Regions from separate parts of the Macaca fascicularis genome. Here region 1 is linked to region 2. A link is a contact called in public Hi-C data. All regions are on one chromosome and are shown on one strand. The core of a region is the stretch at or near the end of the contact, and the rest is flanking DNA. Distances in the headings are between cores, read along the strand shown.

Region 1 (5,584 bases), core at 1,107-3,606, 220 kb after region 2:
TGAGTTATGCTACCTCAGGAAGAAGTGTAAGACAGTGAGAAACTAGAGAAGGAAAATAATTTAATTACAGTTGCCCTCTCTTTTTAATTTTAAAGGTAATTTGCCTGTAGTTTTGAACCCCGGATACACATTAGAATCAACTAGGAAAACACTTACTCCCCAGGTAACCTAACATACCGCCAGTGCCAAAACCTTGGTCTGTTTCAACAATCTTTCTTCTGTAGATTAAAACAAAGGCTGAGGATACAAAACAGTTAAGCTGCTTTCATCAGATTATCCTCAACAAATGATGACAACCTCAAGGTAGGAATAGTTAGAAATAGGTTAGGAATAGAAAGTTTTATATTGGAGAGGCAAACTCAAATGCTAACAAGAGCCAGAAAATAAAAATCTGATCCTTAAATGACAGTTCAATTTGCAAAAAATACTGTTCAGACCAAGAAAATATGCCCTCGAGCAATATTTCGATTGTAAGCCACTGTTTTTTTAGCTTTTCACACAGCTATCATCAGGGTCAAGTAATAAGCTTTTGACTAAGACTGTTAGACCTTAAAACGAATCTCGGAAAGTCCGCTCTTGCCTATAGTACATTGGAAGAAAAAACGCAACAAAAAACTGTAAAACCTGCGGAATTCTTTTGAAGAAAGATTCTAGCGGCTATCCATGAAAAGTCTCACAGTGCATCACGTGGAAATGGGAGTCTGACTTAAAGGGGGAGGGGGGCAGTCTTGGGAGAGAATTATCCTCCACAGCAGCAGAAGTTGAAGAAAAGGCAATGAGACCAATGTCTTTTTTTTTTTTTTTTTTTTTTGAGGTGGAGTTCGCTCTTGTTGTCTAGGCTGGAGTGCAACAGCGCGACCTCCGCTCACTGCCACCTCCGCCTCGTGTGTTCAAGCGACTCTCCTGCTTCAGCCTCCCGAGTAGCTGGGATTACCGGCGCGCGCCACCACGCCCAGCTAATTTTTATATTTTTAGTAAAAACGGAGTCTCACCATGTTGGCCAGGCTGGTCTCGAACTCTTGACCTCAGGTGATCCACCCGCCTCGGCCTCCCAAAGTGCTGGGATTTACAGGCCTGAGCCACCGCGCCCTGCCAGAGACCACTGTCATCTTAAGACTGAACGCGGAAAACTTGTCTATGGACAAAATCAGCCTCTCTGAATCGAGGATGCTTATATGCTGCTTTTCTCATAGGCAACTCTAACTCTAGAGAGTGCTTTAGAACACGTAACCTTGGAAATCTCTTTTACAAAGGAAAACATTCTCAAACAATAAAGGGTTGAGGATAGCTGGTTCAAGCAATGAAATAACTCAAAAAGGTTCCAAAATGTGTTTCTTAAAAAGGTAACATCTATGCCTTTAGCTTTCCCTTAGCAGTCTTCATTTTGCGTAAGAATTTGGTTTTTGGTTTAAGGAGCGAATTCACAACCAACTGGGAGGGGGAAAAAACCAAAAAAGCGAGTAAGTCGGAAGGCGTGAATTCTAATCCAGGCTTTGCCAGTGACCATCCCTACCACCTTAAAACATTATTAAAATAATTAGCTCCTGTGTTAAGTACCTGGAATTACCGAGAACCCCCACTCAGCTCCCTCCCTCCTTCAAAGAGCTTGCAGTCTGGCCAACTCAAAGAATATAGAAAGGGGTGTGGCAGCCAAGTATCAGGACCTACACCGACAGACATAGTATTTTAACACTCAACTCATAAGCCTTAAAAATCAAAAAGTACACTTCTTCTGATGACTAGTCAAAATGCAGGTCTAGGACGGGAGTTCCTCTAAATTTTGCTTCTTTACTGGCCGCCACCCCCAGTCGGATGCAATCTGAACCTCCCGCCTCTCTGCCCGGAAATAAATTCAGTTACTTTTTTTCTTGGTGTCGCCAGCAGGTTCCTCTGTTCCCGGGGAAACTGCAGCGGAAGACGGGGGCTCCGGGGTGGTTGTTTCTGGGGAGACCTCCGTAGGTCCTTCCCCTCCAGCAGCACTTGAGGGAGGAAGCTGCAACATGGACTGCGGCTCCTCCGCCATCTTGCTTGGAGAGATTGGAGAACGGAAGTAGCGATTGAGCGCGTGCAGTGGGCGTGCTTTTTCTCCAGAGAGCGTAGCAAAGGAGGCGCCGGAGAAGGGGAACCCAATTCCACAGTGAAACTTGGTGTTCCTGGCAAGTCATTCAAATCGAAGCTGTGGCAGACTTCTGAACGTTAATAACGCAACATGTGTTTCTCCGCGACTACAGACCTCAGTAAAGGAGAGGTGGGCAACGTCTTCGTGCTTGGTCGAATGCGCACACTCCCCTGTTGGGCCGCTGGCTCGGACCTACAAATGTTTCCGCTTTCCTCAGTGCCTGCCCCGCCCAGGCCCCGCCTCTCGGGCCCCGCCCGGCGACACGGGAGCGCGCGCGGGCGCGTACGGGAGGGGGCGGGTGGGGAAGGATCGCCGGCGAGATTACGAGGCGAGGCTCGTGCGCCCGCCCCCGCCCTGGCCCCCAGTGCCCACCCGGTCGGCCAGGCACAGCCATGATTAAGGCGATCCTAATCTTCAACAACCACGGGAAGCCGCGGCTCTCCAAGTTCTACCAACCCTACGTGAGTATCCAGCTGCTGCTGATCCGGGCGAGGGGGAGTCGTTGGCGACGGGCAGCGCCCAGCGCGGCTTCCTCAGAGCGACCCCCTCCGGCGCGCTGCGGCCCTTCTCCCATCCTGGCCGCCTGGCTCTCGCCGGCTGTCAGCCTCCCGGTGGGTGTGGACGGGGTGCCCACCTCCCTGCCGCGCGGTCAGCCACCGACGTGGCTTTGCCCGGGCGGTTCCTCCGCCCGTCGGTGGGCTGCGTGCCTTCCCGGCTGCGCGGGCGAGGCCCTGGAGACTTCCCGGTGCCTGGCCCTCGCCGATCGGGCAGCGGCAGCCCACCCGCGCCCCGGAGCCCTGCGCCCCGGCCCCAAGAGCCAATCCCGCGCGACTGCCTTGTGCCGCCCGCGGCTGCAGTTAGCTCGGGAGGAGGAAGACCGGGCGGGACTTGTTCTTCTCGCCCCCCTTCCCCGACTCCCAGCCTTTGCAAGTGGACTTCTTTCTGTTCTTTGGACAGATGGGCTACTGGTTTTCACTGTAATCCTCTCATAGGGCAGGAACTTTGGCTTCCTGCGTTTGATAACTGCACGCTCTGTACAGTCTCTCTCCTGTATGTTTCGATACGTGACCGACTGCCCAGTGTGACTTTCAGGTGCCTCCTTATTAAAGAGGAAGATACGTGAGGACCTAATGTTTTTATCAGGCCTTTTAGCAGCTGGCTGCAAATTATTTACCCTCGAAGTAACCGGCGACGTTTGTAGTTGAGTGATTGGAACTGTGGTTCTATACGTAAAAGTTATGATTCTTTACCTAAAAGTTTTAGGTTCTATACCTAAAAGTTAAGCTTCTGGTTTGGCATTTTTCCACGTATGGGAATTTGCCATCATTTATAGTTTTTTTCTATTTATGAAGAATAGTAGCATTTGTAGAACTTCTCTTTTAGATGTGTGAATACTGTTTAGTATGGACAAGTGCAGGAGGCATTAAGGTAGTAGAGATAAGTGATTTATTGATGATCGAGGAAGGGTTTTATAGAGGTATGTGCTCATCTGAGCGAAAATTCACTAGCTGAAACACATAAAATTGGGTTCCCAGTGGTAGGATTAATGTGAGGTGTAACTGTTGTGTGGTATTGTGGCACTTTGCTTATAGCCAGAAATGAGCTTTCAATTCAATTTTGAAATTGTGCCAAGGCTAACACTTTTATGCAGATAAGTCCCAGATGGAAATCAATCTTGCCGTTACAAAGTAAATGTTAAAATGTCAGTTTGCCTAAAATGATAATGCAGTCTGTGGAGGTGTTAGTTGAAGTGAGAAATCTTGAGCTTATTCTTCATTTTTTTTTCAGTTGTTTTGCTTTTGCTAGCTATAAAGAATATTTTCTGCTACTCCTGTGTGGTTTTAATTTAGTATAACTTAAATACTGATGGTCTGTTTAAAAATTCTACATCATTCTGTAATCCAGCTTAAATTCTAGTTGATCCTCCCGAGTGAAAAAAATGCCATTAACTTTACCTGTTTGTTAAAAGATAGTACCGGCCTTTATTGAAGGAATCTTTTTCATAACCATTTTGCCAGTGTCATCCATTTGCAGTATAAAAAAGGTATGTTGCAATAGTGAAACAATTCAAAAAATTATTTTTCCATATCTAAACTTAAGCAATGTTCAAAACAGTGGGTTTTCTGGCTAATCCATATAATCAGTGTATACTATTCGTGTAGTATAGAATGTAACTATCTACTGAAAAATGCATTTAATTTAGAAACTCAGGAATCTGCCTTTCCCTTGTCCAAAAGTGGAACAGAAGTATTGTTTACCATCACTCACTAGGTAGCAGTGACGGTTAATGTGGGAAGAGGCAGTTCTGGCAGCAGTGGCAGCTCTGGTGGCATTTTTGGCCATGGTATGAGTGACAGTGCCACTGAGGGCAGAGAGCTAGAAGATATATAAAGAAGAATCTGGTGGTCACTGGCCATGTATAAGTGGAGTATGAGAAGTTGTTTCTGTGTATTAAGTTTCTATAAGTTGGGTTTTGCTGAGTGTGGTTTTTTTTGTCTTTCGGGAATAATTTAAGATTATTTACATATTTGCTTCCTCCACTAGACCATAACCTTTTTGAGGACAGTTATTTTTTTTTCATTCATTCATTCCATCAGTTTGTCGACAGATATTTAATTCATGCCTACCATATGCAGAAACAGTTTTAAAATCTGAAGATGAACAGATAACTTTTGCCCTTGCTTGAGAAACATAGATAGAGCTATTAAGGAGTAGGCTATATTATAGCATGCCAGATAGTATTAAGTGCTGTGGAAAAAAAATAAAGCACGGAACAGTCTTAGAGACTGAGAGGATGACAGTTGAAAATAGGATAGTCTGGTAAGTTCTCACTGAGAAGGTAGCATTTGAGCAAAGACTTGAACAAGGTAAGAAAGGCAGCCTTCCAGATATCTAGGGGAAGAGCATCCCAGGTACAAGGAGCAGCAAATGCAAAAACCCTGAAGAGAGTGCCTGTTGGAAGAACCCCAGGAATTTCTACATAGCAGGAGCAGACTGTGTAAGGGAACATGAGTTGAAAGTGTCTGTGTAGGGCGTCATTCTATTCTTGCTGCCTGGAATGTCCTTCCTTTCCGTTGCCACGTGTACAAATTCAACCCCTTGTTCTAGGCCCAGCACAAACGTCACCTAAACAGTCTGTGAAGCCTTTGATCTTGCTCAAAGGCTCCTCTTGTGTTTTAGGATTTTATTTTTTATCTTTGTTATGGCACAATATTCTTGTTCACAGCCTGTAATTCCTCGTGGCAGCCATCCTATAGAATACTTGAAGGAACGTATGAGATTTTAGAGATATTTGTGTCATTCTTAGCAGTCAACACTGAGGCTTGAACATAGAAAACTAACTCTTTGCTAAATGCATTTATTTAGAATCTCCTAGCTTGGGATAGAGTTTGGATTAGAATTGACTTCCTGAGTTTCCGTCTGTCTTTTAAAATGTAGTCCTTCACTAACTAGAGGTTTTACGAA
Region 2 (5,050 bases), core at 2,347-4,846:
CCCACTTTCCTATTAGCATCATCCAAGCACACACACAGTGAAGTAATAAGGTAGGCCAGTCCTTAGGATTACACCCCATTCATACTTCTATCATAGAACTTAAGTTCATTTTACTGCCAAATTACAAGTGGATTGTGTTTATTAAGTTCTTTTATAGTCAGTTATATGGAATTTGATATATATTTTGTTTTGAACTACACAAGTTGAGTAATGGAGTGGGCTATTCTAAAAGTATATAATCATTTACAACCTTGTTTTCAGGAGACACATAACTGATTAAACAAAATATTGCTGAAACACTTGTCATTAAAGCAAAAATGAGTAACATAAAGGACAACAAGTCTGTTTATTTAGAAAGCCAGTACTTAAGGGCAAACATACTGAATGGAAGGCTGGAGGTAGTTCTGAACAGAACTGCAGAACTACTTTCAAGGGCTTATGCTTAATCAGTTACACTTCCAGCCATTTGGGTTGTACGAACAGAGGAGGGAGAGATTTTTCCTGCGGTAACTGGATAAGTATTTTAAGAGACAAAAGGGGGAAAGGATTAAAGAGAAAGGCTTCCTTACATGAGAAAGAACTGAGTAGGAAGAAAGAGGGAGTGGAGAGAGGTGAAGAAACAGAGGAAACGTATACACTTGTGAAAGAGATGATTAGGAAGAGACATTGGGTTGAATGAAGGGTTCCCAAACCACCATGTGATTGGGTAGCACAAGACTGTTATTTTCAACCTTGAACCCTCTTGGTTAGCATACTGACATTCTAGGTCAGTAGAACAGAGTTCAAACTGTGGATTTAAAAGAAGGATCTGTGACGTGTGACCTTTTCTCACTTAAGAGAGAAGATACTAACTGAACTATGTTACAGATCATTTTGATAATCAAATGAAAATAATTATGCACTTAGGAAACTGTAAAAATATGTAAATGTTAATATACAGATAAAATGTTTTGATATAAAAATGTCTTATCAATTGGAGATTTACCAATCCCCATCCTCACCAAAAAGTAACTTTTTCTCCAAGTGAAAATAATAACTTCATTTTACTATACTGAATTATTCATACCTGACCATTGTATTTTGAATAATCAAACACATACATACAAACTGAATAGGACCAGAACTTATCATCACCCCACTTCTCTTCCATCAAACTTAAAACAAGTAATCTTGTTAAGTATCCCTTTAAACCTGTCCAATCACCTACTATTGAAACTGAGGATCATCCCAAACCAAGTGTCCCTATCTATCCATACGATCACACAAATCTCTCAATCTTTTTGCCCTCTCAAATTCATCGCATTCCTAAACCACAATCCAGACAGGACTATTGCCACAACTTCCTAAAAGGTCTTCCCACTACCCAATATCTTCTCCCTCTAACTCAGGGTTTCTCAACCTTGGCATTATTCCCATTTTGAGCTGAATAATTCTGTGTTGTAGGACCCTGTACTGTCCTGTGCACTACAGCACGTTAAGCAGCATACCTGGTCTCTACCTACTAGATGCAGGTAGCTGCCCTTCTAACATGATGCCAAATGTCTCCTGGGAAGGAGGGGTGCCAATCTCCTCATCCTTCCTCATTCCCCACTGAGCAATCACTTAAAAACTTTTTGATAATTACCTGTGGCCTGCAGAAAAATCGAAACCTGTTAACAATGGTATACTATTCACTGTTCTTCCTCCCAGGTAGCTTCAGAACCTCTTTTATTCACAGCCTTACTCATTCTATGTTCCCAAAATGCCACACTACCAGAAATTCTCTGAACAAGTCTTTGCTTTACATCTGCACTGACGGTGCAGTTCAACAGGGTTTGCTAAAGAAGAATCACAGGGCTCAAAATGACAGTGTTTGCAAATCTACAGTTTATTACTGTATGTTATAATGTCATAAATCTACAGTTTATATTATATTACTATATATGTCTATGTAAGCTCTCTGAGGTCAGAGTCAGTCTCTGGGAGGTAGTATAATAAAGTGGTTAAGAATTTAACTTGGGACTGAAAAGAGTCCCAAAAGGAAAAGAATATAAAACATCACAGCCAAAGGCTGTCTCACAGCAAGAGGTCTGAAAAGGTCAGGTGTGGGCTCCTTTGTCTTCCCTCTGTTAGGTCTGTGGCCAGACACATACTCGCTCAGATCTGGAACCACCCAAGTGTGCAAACAAAACACCCTGGAACCAAGGAACACAAAATGGAGTCTTGACCACATTTTTAAATATTTCGCTGGTCACATAGGCATATTCCTGCTATGAAGCTAGTCTCAACAACAGAGCTCTGTGTTGGGGGTGTGGTCTCACCAAGACCAGGAGCAAATCATCAATCTCACTGTTACCAATAAATAATGTTGACAAACTGGTACAAACTGCCCCCAAAGCCCTTGGACTCACAGTCACAAAGCTATTATAATAGCTTTACATTAAAGCTAATAATATATAGTTTTGTGACAATATATGTAACTATAGTCACAAAACTATTATTATTCAGTGTATTTCACTGTCATGCACAAATGTTAGCAATATAGTTCAGGCTAATTTCAGGCCTGCTGGAACTGTCATGAACATATCTGCCTAGGGCCCCTTCTTCTCTCCTCTGCTGCCTTGTCGAACAACGGCTACTTACCTTGCAGACTCAGCTCTAATATCAGCTCCTCAGCTAAATTTCCCAATGATCCTTCTGTCTTCTGCCAGCACTATACCTAGTGTGTACCTTTATTGTTGCATTTAACATTTTATGACTATATATGTCTATACAAGCTCTCAGAGGTCAAACTCAGTCTCTGGAAGGTAGTATAATAAAATACTTCAAATTCAATTAAATTGGAAGTGTGGATTAGAGAGTTGACACTGGGTACTATAGAATATAAATGATTTTCTTTAAGGGAATATTTTAAGGAAGGAAGTTCAATAGGCCTTAAATATGAGAATGGAAAGAAATGCTAGAGGGAGCATTTCTGGAATTCATACATTTTAACATCCGGTCTTAACATCTCTCACTCCAGGTTTATTAGAGGAAAGTCAAATGCTGGGCATCAGCTACCTGGAAGCGATTTTTGAATTAGCCTAAGAACGGGTTAACACGGACAGGAAAGTGCCATCCCTCAACTTACACCCCCAACCCTGGAGCCGCGAGTTGGGGCCCAGGGACTGCTAGGCCCCTGATACCTGGAACTCCAGGGTGCACTTGGTGCCCTGAGCGATGTCCTCGTAGAAGCACTGCTTGGCGTTGTCAGGAAGCTCGAAGGTGATCTCAGAGGCGCCTCCGGGTCCAGGCACCAGCAGCAGCAGTGCGAGCAGCCCGCAGCCCCAACGGCCCGCGGCGGCCGCCCAGCGCTGCGCGGACCCCGGCCGCGGCATCCCGAGAAGTCGGCGGCCTCAACCGAGCTGCAAGACGCAGGGTCAGTTCTGCGCGGACTCACCGTGCGCGGCAGGCCTCAGCGCAGGCCGCCCCGCAAAGATACACGGCAGAGCAGGTTCGCGCCTGTGGGAGATTCGGGATCAGAGCTACCCTCCGGGTTCCTATGAGGGGCGCAGAGGGGCGCACCAGGAGAGGTGAAAGAGAAGCGGAAAAGGACTATGAGGGTCGGAAGTGGGGATTAGCCCTTGGGGGGGAAGGGGCGGAGCCTGAGACACCGGCTCCCGTGACCCGGATGTGTTCTCCTCCGGGGACAGGCGTTAGAGTGCGTACGTGGAAGCCCGCGAGGCGTTGGCTCTTCTTCCGTCGCAGCCTGGGACGAGGGGCGGGGCCAGAGTCGTGGGTGGAGAGGAGCGAGGCCAGGAAAAGGGGAGTGGCGGCCGCGGTGGTTACAGGCTATTGGCGAGGGTAATTACGCTCCACTCACTCGCTTTTTTTTTTTTTTTTTTGAGACAAGAGTCTCGCCCTGTCACCCAGGCTGGAGTGCAGTGGCGCCATCTGGGTTCACTGCAACCTCCGCTGGGAACTTAGCGCTGGGGAGCATCGAGGGAGTGGTAAAGGGCTCATTTTGCCCTAGGGTGCTAATCTTTGGTGGTAGAGCCCTCTGCAATTTGCAGAGTTTTCTCATAAGTAATAATAAATATTTGGACAGGAGCTGGACAAGGAGTGCGAATTCTAAGAGCAGACTGCAGGAGTTTTGCCATGTACTGGCTGTGACGTCCGGCCACTTGCTTAAACTCTCTGCCTCAGTCTGTGTCTGTAGAATGGAGATAATAACACCTACCATAGAGAATTATTACAAAGTTTCAATATTTGGAAAAACTACTTAGAAGTGGTTGGTACATAGCAAGCACTAGATGAATTTTTGTTACATAAATTAAACGTCTTCGAGCACGCCTTATCATCAAGCACTGTGCTGAGCACATTACATATATTATGTCATTCCATCCTTCAAACAACCTCATAAGGTATTATTACGCCTTTTCACTGATGAGAAAATTGAGTATCAAAAACATTGAGTAACTGCCTATGATCACACCACTGATTTGTGTTGAAGTGCTTAAAAATAATAGTATTAATAAGTAATAATAACAGCTAACAGGTGATGATTCTTATAGTGCATTATACATTTTCTCATACATTATACACACGAATTAGATATTATTCCTTTTTAAATGATTAGATGAGGGTCTAGTCAGCAGAAGATGAGTAGAGGGTTTTATGAAAAGGAAATAGAGGCAGATAGAAAGCAGTCAGACAGGGAAATGAGAGGGTGAGAGTAGGGGTGAGTGGGTAGTGGGGTATGAAGGGAGGAAGATGCAGGGCTGCTGTGCAGTCCTCCAGCCGCCTGAAGTGCCCAAAGTCTCCACAGTGGGGAAATGAGGGGAGAAGATTTGAAGTCAAGGTTCTTAGTTATTGGGTGGGGATCTGGGGAAGGTTGAGCCTTCCTGAGAAATGGGCCAGAAACCGAAGCATTATTTGTCTTAGTGAGTAGGAAGAAATCTGAATTCGAAAAGAGAAAACATGGGTTCTTATTTACTAATTATGTGACCCGGGACAAGTAACATTGATCTTCTAAATAAACCTCAGTTTCTTCATACATCAAATGGTAATACAAACAAACAGACACAAAAGG

Evidence for each region. A called contact is a pair of places that touch in the nucleus more often than the background predicts.
Region 1: a contact with region 2 is called in a Hi-C map of liver, with 4 times the contacts expected there. The contact joins the promoter of ATG12 here to the promoter of TMED7 in region 2. A contact is called at or near these places in 2 of 2 Hi-C or Micro-C datasets (liver and skeletal muscle).

Annotation. Positions count from the first base shown.
Region 1 is chr6:122,429,324-122,434,907 of T2T-MFA8v1.1, forward strand. ATG12 (autophagy related 12) reads right to left here and starts at 2,357. Exons shown (of 5, transcript XM_045394124.2): 1 at 2,085-2,357; 2 at 1,861-2,083. The coding sequence starts at 2,165. It overlaps AP3S1 (adaptor related protein complex 3 subunit sigma 1), which reads left to right and starts at 2,408. Exons shown (of 5, transcript XM_073994080.1): 1 at 2,408-2,580. The coding sequence starts at 2,512.
Region 2 is chr6:122,205,417-122,210,466 of T2T-MFA8v1.1, forward strand. It overlaps TMED7 (transmembrane p24 trafficking protein 7), which reads right to left and starts at 3,597. Exons shown (of 3, transcript XM_005557548.5): 1 at 3,165-3,597. The coding sequence starts at 3,356.